Linked DNA regions of Mus musculus: regions 1 and 2 are each linked to region 3. The links are chromatin contacts, called in public HiChIP or PLAC-seq and promoter capture Hi-C maps. All regions are on one chromosome and are shown on one strand. The core of a region is the stretch at or near the end of the contact, and the rest is flanking DNA. Distances in the headings are between cores, read along the strand shown.

Region 1 (3,821 bases), core at 752-3,251, 600 kb before region 3:
CTTCACACATGTGCACAAACATACACACAGGCACACACTTACACACCATACAGCATGATCCACATAGTGAGTTCCAAATCAGTCAGGGCTACACTGCGAGATTCTGTCTGAAACCAAACCAACAGAAGAAGCACTCATCACATAAAATAAAAATAAACCTAAAAACAACAAACCCTTGCTATTTCCCACTGATGATTCCCATGGCTATAACGCTCATGTCAGAAACTCACCGCAGTTCCGTCAACCTCCAGAGAAAGCTGATTTATCTACAGATAACTGATCACAATAAAAATAAGACCAGTCTAGTGTGATAACACGCATAATTCCCGGCTGGCCTACCCTCAAACAAGCAGAAAAAGAGAGAAAGAAGGCAGATGTGCTGCTCACTGCCGCCTGCCTTCCACTTACTCCTAAATCCGTGGGCTGACCACTGCATTACAACCACCAGATTATCAAAACTGCCTTTGAAAGAAAACAAGTCACTTCCTAATTGCCAGACTCGTGGCTTCACACTCTCCTGCTGCTTGACCTGGGAAGCGCCTGGTATCCCCCTCCCTTCTGGAGACTGTCTTTGGCTTCTGTGATACTGCCACAGTGTTCTAGCTCTCTTCAGTGTCTGTTATCCTCAGCAATGCTGCCTCTGTCCACAGCCCAATTCTCCGCTTTCTGGAGTACTACGAGGGGGTGCTAAGGTTTCAAGTATTCCTATTTAATTCCAATTTATGTCTTTAGAGCCTAACTTAATCAGTTCTATGAGCAACTTTCCACCTCTATTTGAAAAACTCGGGTTGAACTTGTCCACAACCCAACTTATCATTCTTCAGATCTACTTCTTTACATTGTTAGCACCACCAACCCAATACCATAAACCAATGAGAAAGCCCTTATGTAGAAAAGCAGAAAGCAAAAAACCCTCTAAATTCTATTCTAAAATTCTTGGAATTTCATGCCATTCTCTTCATTTTCCACAACTATTCCAGTCCATTCATCCTCTTCTCACGCACAAAACACAGCAGCCTCCTGACTACCTGGGCCTTCTGCCCTCCGGTCTTACTTTCAATCTTTCTTTCACATTTTCCAGAGATAATCCATATCAAACTCCTGCTTACAACCTTCAATGGCTCCGTATGCCTACAAATAAAGTCCAAATTCTTTAACAAGTTTTTCTCAGAGGTTTAAATTAAAAGGTTTTTCAATTGGACTAATCTGGCTTTTATTTCCAACTAAATCAGAATCGTAGTTTAGATAAGAGTCTTCTTCAAAATGAAGGGTAAGAACGTGAATAAAAAGGAGAGAAGTCTCTTAGGATAGGAGTCAGGGTGGTTAGGAGAGATGAGCACGTTTCGGAGGGAATCCAGATCTCAGAGGGAGAAGGGGGCTCGGAGACTAGTGAGGCACACTCAGTAGGGGAACGGGACGTGAAGGATTCCACAACTTCACAAGTGAGGAAGGTCAGACACAAACAACCCTTTTGAGTATAACGTCCAATGGGTTCTTGACCCCTGAGACGAGGTGGGGACTGTCCCGGGACCCGGAGGGAACTGAGAAGGAAAGGGGGAGAGGGGCAAGAGACAGTCCCCGCTTCTTTGAGAATCTCAAGTACAGCACCGGATTGTCCAGTGCTCAGCGACCCATGAGCCAAGCTGCGCGCAGGGCAGGGATGCCGAGCCTTGGTCCCCAGGCACTCTCCCGACGTTACCTGAGGCACAACTGAGCCGCGGAGGGGGCGTCTGCGCCGGCCAGAGGGTAAGGGAGGCAGCGGCCCAGAGCGAGCATAGCAGCTCCCGGCCGCGGCTGTTTAGCCTGCGGAGGAGGTGAGGGTCCCTTGGGCAGAAGCCGGAGATTGCTCAGGGCCAGCGGCGGCGCAGGAGCTGGAGGCTACTGCCATGGCCTTGCGGTCTGAGCTGCTTTCCCCCGCCTACTCGGCGGGGCCCGGAGGCGGATCACCGCTGGGACTGAGAAGGCAGCTGGAAACTCTCGGCTCCCCGCCGGTGAGTGTCTGAAACGCCTGGGGGGCAGGGGGCTGGGGGCGGGGCCCCGTGAGCTCCGCCCCCTCCTCAGGCCTCCCTCAGAGCAGCCAATCAATCGTCAACCTTTGACAAACGAGCTAATAGAGTTGCCCAATTAACGTTAGGAATGCCACGTGGTACGAGGGTGGGCACAATGGGCGTACAGAAAAGCCAATCAGCAACGCTCGGCGCCAACTCTTAGAAGATGAAGGGAACCAATAGGAAGAGAGTGGAGTTAAAAACAGAGGGGACAGTGTGTTGAAAAAGCGGAACCGGAGAGAATTCACCTTGGGGAAAACCTAGTCTAAAGAGTCTCAGAGGGCGGGACACAAGAGAGACCAATCAAACCCCCCCAAACAGAAGCGAATGGTAAATTAATTAAGCCAATTAAACAAGCACTAAACTGGCGCGGCTTTTGAATAAGGTGTTCTGCTGGATCGAATGCAGTGTCCTGCAGGAACGCAGTATATTGACAAGCTAAAATTAGCACATAATTCCTAACAACTTGAGAAAGAGCAGTAAGTATAACTTAAACGAAATGCCAAAGGGAGAGATTGAATTCAGGGAAGGCTTAGAGGATTGGTATCACCAGCTAGATGGAAAGGAGAGATATGAAAGATCTTCGAAGGGAATAACAATTCTACCCAACTGTTCATCAGGTACAGATTTCCTCACACTTTCCATAGCCATGGATCTCAAGGGTTCATAATTTTATAGCTGAACAGACTGCTAAAGAAGAATAAGAGCAGTGGGATATAGGTCTTACTCCCAACGGTTTAGGGGCCTCCCTTCAGAAATCTTTAGCATGTGAGACATAATTAAAATATGTCTAGGAGCCGAGCATGGTGGCGCACGCCTTTAATCCCAGCACTCAGGAGGCAGAGGCAGGCGGATTTCTGAGTTCGAGGCCAGCCTGGTCTACCGAGTGAGTTCCAAGACAGCCAGGGCTGCACAGAGAAACCCTGTCTCGAATAACAAAAAAAAATAAATAAATAAATAAATACTAGGGGCAGAAAGCAATGGTAATGTACCATGTGGTCCAGGGTTCAATTCCCAGCACTGAAAATAATAACACCAATGGAATGTAGTGCTACTGACAGCTGAGTTTATGAAAATGTATAGTAGGAAATAAAATTGCAAGAGGCTGAACATGAGTGGAGTTTAAATAATAAAATTATCTTTTTATTTTAAATGCTGTGTGATTTATCCTTGAACAGAAGCATAACCTAAACAGGGAATTGTTTGAGGAAGAGTAATTAGCTCACAGAATCTCTGAAGGGAGGTACTCAGGCACAGTTCTCTTGGCCTGTTCAGGATCTTTCTGACATAAATTATGTGCTGCCACCTGGTGGCAGTTCAGACCCACTGTTCCACCGTTGTCCTTTAACATTTCTGTTGAAAGATTTGGCACCCTTGCAAGTGTGTCTCCCATAGAGCTTGATACAAACAGTTGATAAATACTACTGGTAGCAATCGGAGCTAATGCCACCATGCCAGATAAATTATCTGCCCAGTGAAAGACAGAGAGAGGCTTGGCGAAAAGGCTTGTGTTAAATGTGGATCTAAATAACAAAAATTTTTTAAATTTGGGGCTGGAGATGCAGTCCATTTGGCAGTGTTAGTATGCACGGCGCCCAGATGTGGTGTCACACTCCTATCAAATCACCATTCAGAAAGTGGAGGCAGGATTTCAGGAGTTCAAGGTCATCCTCAGCTAGATATGGAGTCTAGACCAGCCTGGGACACTTGATACCTGGCCTCAAAATAAAAACTATTAAATAGAGGAAGGAGGAAAAACAACAACACCAAGGG
Region 2 (3,677 bases), core at 582-3,081, 900 kb before region 3:
CACATCCACACATTCATGAAGCTGTTGGGATTAAATGAGGGCTCACTTGTCTGGTATTTATGAGGCCTTAGGCTGGATCCCCTACACAAGAATAAAAAAGTATTTCTCTATAAGACATGCAAAGTAACGTTCATCCTATCACACGCACTATATACATGTTTCATATTATTGGACAGATGCTGGATCACGGAAAACACACTATACCAACTAAAATATACTGTGCTATAACTCTGGGTTTTCTTTTGTAACAAATACTTATTTTTTTTTTAATTTTATGTGTGTGTTGAGTGCACATATGGAGTCAGATCCCCTGTAAGTGGAGTTATAGATGGTTCTGAGCTATCATGTAGGTGCCGAGAACTGAACCTAGGTCCTTTGGAAGAATATACGCTGCTTTTAATCACTGAGGCACCTCTCCAGCCCCCTATAGGTCCTTTTTAAGTGGACAGGTATTATTACGCTGTCATAGCTAGTGTGATGGCCTTTCCTAGATGTGACCCTCACTACAGATCAGTACATGCAACCTGGTGGTTCCAGACTCTAGAACCACTTCTAGAGGTCATCATATTGATGCTTGTGAATCTAGTGCCAATACCTGGTTATAAAGTGTGAATTAACCTCCTGGGCTCAAGTGATTCCCAGTCTTACCACCTTAGCAGCCAGAACTGCAGGTCTACGGCTACTCCTGCTTTAGGCTGGTTTTCTCCTGGGACAAGTAACCAAGTAGCAAAACTCTTTAAAAAGACTCTGCTCAGAAATCATCTTGCATAGCATGAAGCTACAACTAACTTTTTGCACACCAATGATGGGACTTCTTTCACCTGCTGCTTCTACTATACTCTGTACGGACTGTGTCAACCTTTATAGGCTTCACTGCAGGCATTCATTTAAATGCCTATTAAGAGTGAGTTCCTTGAAGTTGGGGACTATGTGTTGTCAGGATACACCCAGTCAGATGCCAGATACTATATGTGGAATGAGCATCTGTGAACCTCACAGCAACCCCACATTAGTGTTAAGCTCAAATGTGTACAAGAACACATTTGGAACCCAGGTGGCTAGAACCTAAAGTTCCTGTTCTCAATCTCTGGGTTAAGGAGGAAAAAAAAAAAAAAAGACGCAACCTAAGAAACAAGAATACTTATGAACCTAACCAATCATAAGGCTAGACTTAAAAGTTTCAACTTTACCGTCGTGACTCCCAATACCAAGTCGATGAGTCTCACCAGCCTCCAAGTTTTACAGGAGGCGTTTACAGAGTCCCAGTCATGCCTTCCTCACAGTTGCCGTCTTCTGTCCTAAATTGTAAGATCGGCTACTGCATTGTAATTGGTTTGCCAAACCTTTGCGCGCTGCCTAAAAGGGCCTTACTGTATCCCATTTAGTCCCTGCCTTGAGCCCAAATAAATGTGGGACGAATAAATAATGTGGAAACCATGTCAGCAAGGCACCAAGGGAGTCTAGTGCTCACTCGGTGTGACTTCGGGCAGAACTGTCCCTCCCTGAAACTCAGTTTTTCCATCTGTTGCACAAGGCTTGGACTCTCCAGTCCCCCAGTCGGGACGCATGGCTCTACGGCCAGGGCCGGCAGTGTCTCGCCCGGCGATTTCGGGAGCGCAGTCCCTGTCTGCCTACTCGGGTCCTGCTCGGCTAGCTGGCCTCCCTCACAGGAACCCGGCTTTCCAGCATCCGCGCGCCGCTCTCCCTGCTCAGCCAGCTCGTGCCCCGCCTGGCACCGCACTAGCCCCGGCTTTACCTCAGCTATCCGCACGCCGCAGCCTCTCCCAGCGCTCCCCACGCCGCCTCTGGCTGACAAGCCAAGAGCGCAGGCGCGCGGTGGCCGAGCGGTTCGATACGACGCGCCGACTCAGGAAGGAGGAACGAGTGCCGAGTAATAGATGGCAGAAGGCAAGGATGCTCTTGCGGAGCGTGCCGGAGACCAAGCGACCGACGAGCCGTGGCGTGGAGTTTCTGTATTGCTGCCTAGTGCTTGTTAAATGTCCCCTTCAATCTCTAACGTTTCGGAGTTGCCATTCTAAATCCCAGCCTCACGGCACTGTAAATTTGGCTTGTCAATACTTTTTGTTTTGTTTTGTGATTTTTTTTTTTCAAGACAGGGTTTCTCTGTGTAGCCCTGGCTGTCCTGGAACTCACTCTGTAAACCAGGCTAGCCTCGAACTCACAGAGAACCGCCAGCTGCAATCTCCCCTGCCTCTGCCCCCGGTAGACTGGGATTAAAGACCTGCACCAACACTCATAGAAGATTCAAGAATTTAAAAAAACAAAGCAAAACAAAACACCTACTAAATTCCCTTGCAAGCCAGCGGTTGGTTAGGCTTCTAGTGTGCAAGATGCCTGATTTGGCCTTTGTGTCAGCAAACTTTAGCCATTCAAACAATAAATTCATTTCTGATAGTGTGAGAACCGGACTTAGAGCGTTTCTCCCTGGGAGGTAAAGCCCCTAAAACATTCCCCCAAGCTTGTTTTCCCTGTTCTCTAAAAATACAGCTAGAAAGAAGCTCTTTGTTCTCTATAGCCAGCAAAAAGCCTTTTTGTTTCTATACCTTACAACCAGAGATGCGATAATTGTAATTTTACCAAGGATACCCGGCAGAGAAGAGCTGTTGAGTTATTGGGGTGCGGGCCAGCTCATCCCGGGACTTGAGCTGAGGCCCAGCTTTGGGGGTCTTACAATAGCACTTAATGGTTTGAAGAGAGTAAGTCGGGTTGAGCCTTGGGAAAGAGCCTTGCAAGCTGACTAGACAGCAAGTGCAAAGATCCTGCCCGTGGTGGTGAATGCCTATAATCCCAACACTTGGGAGGCAGAGGCAGGCCTATGTCTGTCAGTTCGAGGCCAGCCTGGTCTACAGAGTGATTTCCAGGACAGCAGGGCTACACAGAGAAACCCTGTCTCAAAAAACAAAAAAACAAAAAAACAGCAACAAACAAACAAATCCCAAAAGAAACCCCGGAGTTCAATAAAGAGTAGGAAGGGCACTGCAGCAGAAATAAAGTGAGAGGGGAAGTGGGTGAGTAAAGGCTACCAGAGGGAGCCAGATGGAGGAGACCAGAGAATTCAGACCCCACCGGCTTGTAGGCTATAGCAAGGAACATAAGTTTTTTCTGTGGAATGTATAATGAACATAACGTAAGAAAACAGAGACAGAAGCACTCTTTTTTAATAGCTTCTTAACTCAGATAGCACAGGAGGAAACAAGCCCCATGGTGTCTGCAGCCCAGGGCCTACAGTCCTGTCTTCATATTGGCATATAAAAGCTTTTAGTGTGGTTGTGCATGGTATTGCATGTCTGTGATCTCAAAGGCTGAGGGAGAAGGACTGTAAATCCTGAGCTAAATAAGGAGACCTGTCTCAAAAGTAGGAGTGGGGAGTGGGGACACCACAACGGTGACAACTTAAAGGGAGCATGAGTCTAAACTGGAATTTCACAGTCTGAGCCTAGGCCTGGGCCTGGACCTTTGATTGAGCCTTGGCCTTGACTCAAGCTATTTTGAATGATTGCTTATTTGATCAGAAATTATTGAGCAGATGAACATTATATGACAAGTTTTGTCTGTTGTTGTTGTTGTTGTTATTTATTACTATTACTATCATCCCTTTGAGATAGAGTCTCACAAGGCCCAGGCTGTCCTCAAACTTTATACCTGAGGCTGGCCTT
Region 3 (3,964 bases), core at 771-3,270:
TGCTCCCCTGATCCTCTGCATCCTGATGGCCACTGGTGTACAATGGCTGAGGGGCAGGGGCGGGGGGGGGGGGAGGTAGGCCCACAGATATAGGGTTAAAAATTAGGGAGGTTGGAGGTTGAGCCTGGTGGCATAGGGCTATAATTTTAGCACTAGGAAGTAGAAACAGGAGGTTAGCACTGGATACATCAGACCCAGTCTCAAAAGAAGCAAAACAAACCTTCAAAAAGGAAATACTTGCCAGGTGTGGTGGTGCACGACTTTAATCCCAGCACTTGGGAGGCAGAGGTAGGTGGATTTTTGAGTTCGAGGCCAGCCTGGTTTACAGAGTGAGTTCCAGGACAGCCAGGGCTATACAGAGAAACCCTGTCTCAGAAAAAAAAAAAAAAAAGAAAAAAAAAAAAAAGAAGAAATTGAGATTAAAAAAAAAAAAGGAAATACTTATATATTTTCTAGGGCTAGGTAGAGTTTCTTTCCTTTAAAGAATATTTCTCTGTTATTAGAGCGTGTATGTACATGATGTTTGTATGAGGGTGCGCATGTGCCATGCTGTACATATGGAGGTCAGAGGTCAAGTTTGTGGATCAGTTCTCTCCTTTCACCTTGGTGTGGGCTGTGGGCACTGAACTCATGTCCTCAGGCTTAGGTGACACATGCTTTTATCCACATCCACACATCCCTTATACCCCCCATTTTGAGACAGATTTTGACTATACAGCCCAGGCTGACCTCATAGTCATGGCAAAGAAGTTAACTGTTCTTTTTGTGTATGTGATTTTGTTTTTCATTAAGTTGCTCACAGCCTTCTTGTCTCCCAGCAAGATATTCCTATGGAAATTAAAATTTCTTCGGTTCATTGTTCCCAAAAGCCAAGGAAAGGACATAAGTATCTCTTTAGTATATCCTCATTTCTGCTAGGCGGGCTGGGGATGACAGAGGGTCATAAGTTTAAAGATAACCGGGTTACACAGCAAGACCTTGTCTCAAATAACAACAAACCTCAGCAGTGACCGCCTCACGAAGTTCTACCACTATGCTATATTCCTAGTGCCCCCAAGACACCACACACACACACACACACACACACACACACACACACACACACGACAAAATGGGGACAATAAACCTTATCTGAGGATAGTAAATGATTTATAATAGCTAAGGAGATCCTTTTAAGTAGATAGTGATTAAGTGTAATGGGCATGCTATTTTGATTAGTGAGCACTTAGGTAATACATGGGGGCTATGTTAAATACTTTGAACACTTTTTTTTTTTCCCGTTCTTGGAGGGTCTTTCTACAGAGCTGTCGCTGTCCTGGAACTCATTATGAAGACCAGGCTAGTCTCACAGAGATCTGCTTGCCTATGCCTAGTGAGTACTATAATTAAAGGCCTGCGCTACCAGGCGCAGCTACTTTGTTCACTTTAATTAGACCCTGTGAATAATCCCTTAGGAGAGGTACTATAATAATATCACTTAAAGGAAAAACGGATTTTTAGAGAATGGGTGACTATGCCCCAGGAAAAGACAGCTAGCTTATTTCAAGACATCTCAGACCAATTGGCAGTGCAGCACCAACACCTCCGCTCACCTTTTGACTGGCCACTGGCCTTGCCTGCTTCCAGCTCAGATTTCTGCTCCAGGTCTGGCACAATAAAGAGCCTGAATCAAATTCCCAAAAATGTGCTGCCTTTTGAAATCTATTCCAGTAGCAACTCCTCCGCACAGTACTTCGGTGCAAAACATCTATTTGGTTCAGCTGCTTCGGCCAAAGGCAGGAGCCAGGAAGAGGGACCGTTGGCAAGTAAGAATTCTGGCACCTGCCTGTTGCTGCCACCAGGATAAGCCACAGCTCCTAGTGGTCTGTTGAGCCTCTGGGCGGAAATCCAAGACCCTTATTAGCCTCAGCCCTAGGCCCGCCCCTTCCTTTAGGCCGGATCGTCGAGCGTCAAGTTCACTGAACGCAGCCAATAGGGGACTGTGGTGGCAGAGTGGCGGGAGGTTCGATTGACACTGCCTGGAGGCTCTTAACGCGCGCTTTGGGAAGAGGAAGAATAAGGGGAAAGATACCGGAGTCGCTCTTTGCCTCTCTTCAGCTTCTAAGATTCTCCTCCTCCCAACCTGGATTTTTAACTGGTCCTTCCTGGGTTCCTGTTTAACTTCCCACAAGGCGTTCCTAGGTCTCTGCTTGCCTTCCTCACACTGAGGTTTGATGTCGGTCCAGCTCTGGTAAATTCTATCCCTCTCCTAAGAATTCAGGCGTCTCGCCTTCGTACTTAAGACTGTACTTTTTCGTAGGTGTTACTCTCAGGGAAGCAGCCCAGCTAGGGACGTTATTCCAACTCCACTTTGCTCATCTGCAACTTCAATCTGTCTTCTTTCCCATCCTAGATTTAGACCCAGCTCCGCTTGGACTTGGCTTTGGATATTTTGACCTTGAGGAACTTGGGGACCGACATTCCTGGTTTGGACCCAAGCCTCATCCTCTGATTGCATCCCCTCCCCTCATACCGACTCTTAAGACAATATTTTCAATGATATAGCAACTTCCTTTTATAGCATCCCCTGGTCCTGCATTCTCTGTTGCTGAGTGCTTTTAACTTCGCTGATGGGCACTTGACATTTGATGCTTCTGGGGCCAGGATGGTAAGTGTGACCTTAAGCTGACTTAAGGGGCCTGGCTGCAGGATCACTGCAGGAACTCACTTTCTGTTCTCCCTTGCAGAGGAGGAGCTTAGCTCCCAGCCAGTTGGCTAGGAGGAAACCAGAAGACAGATCATCAGATGATGAAGACTGGCAGCCTGGGACAGTAGTGAGTGTTTAGGGGAATAAGGAAAATGAGGTTCATAGTCATCTTGAGAAAGTACCTTTCATACATTTTTGAAGCTTTTTTTTTTTTTTTTTTTTTTTTTGAGATGAGCTTCTCACCAGGTCTGTAGACTATGGTCTGTCTCCCAAATGCAGTGTGTGGTCGTAGGCATGTGCCAGGCACACCTGGCACTTAAGGTTTTTTTTTTGAAACAGTGTTTCTCTGTGTAGCCCTGGCTGTTCTGGAACTCTGTTTGTAGACCAGGCTGGCCTTGAACTCACACAGAGGTTCCCTTGCCTCTGCTACCCAGTGTTGAAAGTGAAGGTGTTTGCCACTACTGCCCCGCGTAAGTAAATTTTAATGAAAATTTACAGTATACTAAGCATTGGAGAAGATTAATAAAATTGTTATCCTTGGGGCTGGAGAGATGACTCAGTGGTTAAGAGCACTGACTGCTCTTACAAAGGTCCTGAGTTCAAATCCCAGCAACCACATGGTGGCTCACAACCATCTGTAATGAGATCTGATGCCCTCTTCTGGAGTGTCTGAAGACAGCTACAGTGTACTTACATATAATAAATAAATAAATCTTAAAAAAATTGTTATCCTCCAGGTAGGTTCACTAGAAATTAATACAGTTTCAGTTTTCTTGGTGGGAGGAGAATATCAAAACCAAGGAATGGTAATGTTGGGTTCCAGGCCTGCCAAAAGTGGGGGTGGTGGTGTACTAATATATTCTGTGTGCTTCCCTAACTACATAGTATATTCAGGCCAGCCTGGAATACATGAAAATCTGCGTTTAAAAAAAAAAAGTAGGATTTTGGCATATGAGAGCTTTAGAGTTTCTCTGATATCCCTGGCTGCCCCTGAAACTTGCTCTATAGAGATCAGGCTAACCTCAGAATTTAGAGACCTGCCTCTGGTTTCCAAGATCAGGGATTCATTTGCCACCATGCCTGGCTGGGTGTTTTTTTTTGGTCTATTTTGAGACATGAATTCTGTTATGTAGCTCTCTGACTGACTTGGAACTCACTGTGTAGACCAGACAGAGATCCACTTGCCTCTGCCTGATGAGTGGAAGGATTAATGGCATGTGCCACTTTTTCTGTCCTTAGAAGGTACTTCTTGTTGGTGTCTGTATATGAGTATCGGCC

The links. Promoter capture Hi-C pulls out the DNA fragments that hold promoters and counts their contacts. HiChIP or PLAC-seq counts read pairs in DNA pulled down with a chosen protein or histone mark.
Region 1: a CTCF HiChIP or PLAC-seq map of the NIH/3T3 cell line shows a contact between it and region 3, with 7 read pairs. The contact joins the promoter of Tesk2 here to the promoter of Rad54l in region 3. A contact is called at or near these places in 2 of 39 promoter capture datasets (cranial neural crest and frontonasal cranial neural crest), 2 of 15 datasets of contacts at CTCF or cohesin (both in the NIH/3T3 cell line), 4 of 115 datasets of contacts at active chromatin or transcription factors (the 230-238 cell line, the SCID.adh cell line, large pre-B cells and 1 more) and 1 of 9 other capture datasets (liver).
Region 2: a contact with region 3 is called in a promoter capture Hi-C map of pre-B cells, with 3 times the contacts expected there. The contact joins the promoter of Eif2b3 here to the promoter of Rad54l in region 3. A contact is called at or near these places in 4 of 39 promoter capture datasets (the C10 cell line, cranial neural crest, liver and 1 more).

What each region holds. Positions count from the first base shown.
Region 1 is chr4:116,719,135-116,722,955 of GRCm38.p6, reverse strand. It overlaps Tesk2 (testis-specific kinase 2), which reads right to left and starts at 2,001. Exons shown (of 11, transcript NM_146151.4): 1 at 1,700-2,001.
Region 2 is chr4:117,017,556-117,021,232 of GRCm38.p6, reverse strand. It overlaps Eif2b3 (eukaryotic translation initiation factor 2B, subunit 3), which reads right to left and starts at 1,831. Exons shown (of 12, transcript NM_001111277.2): 1 at 1,757-1,831.
Region 3 is chr4:116,121,745-116,125,708 of GRCm38.p6, reverse strand. It overlaps Rad54l (RAD54 like (S. cerevisiae)), which reads left to right and starts at 2,020. Exons shown (of 18, transcript NM_009015.3): 1 at 2,020-2,647; 2 at 2,727-2,813. The coding sequence starts at 2,645. 2510003B16Rik (RIKEN cDNA 2510003B16 gene) reads right to left here and starts at 1,869. Exons shown (of 3, transcript NR_131048.1): 1 at 1,593-1,869.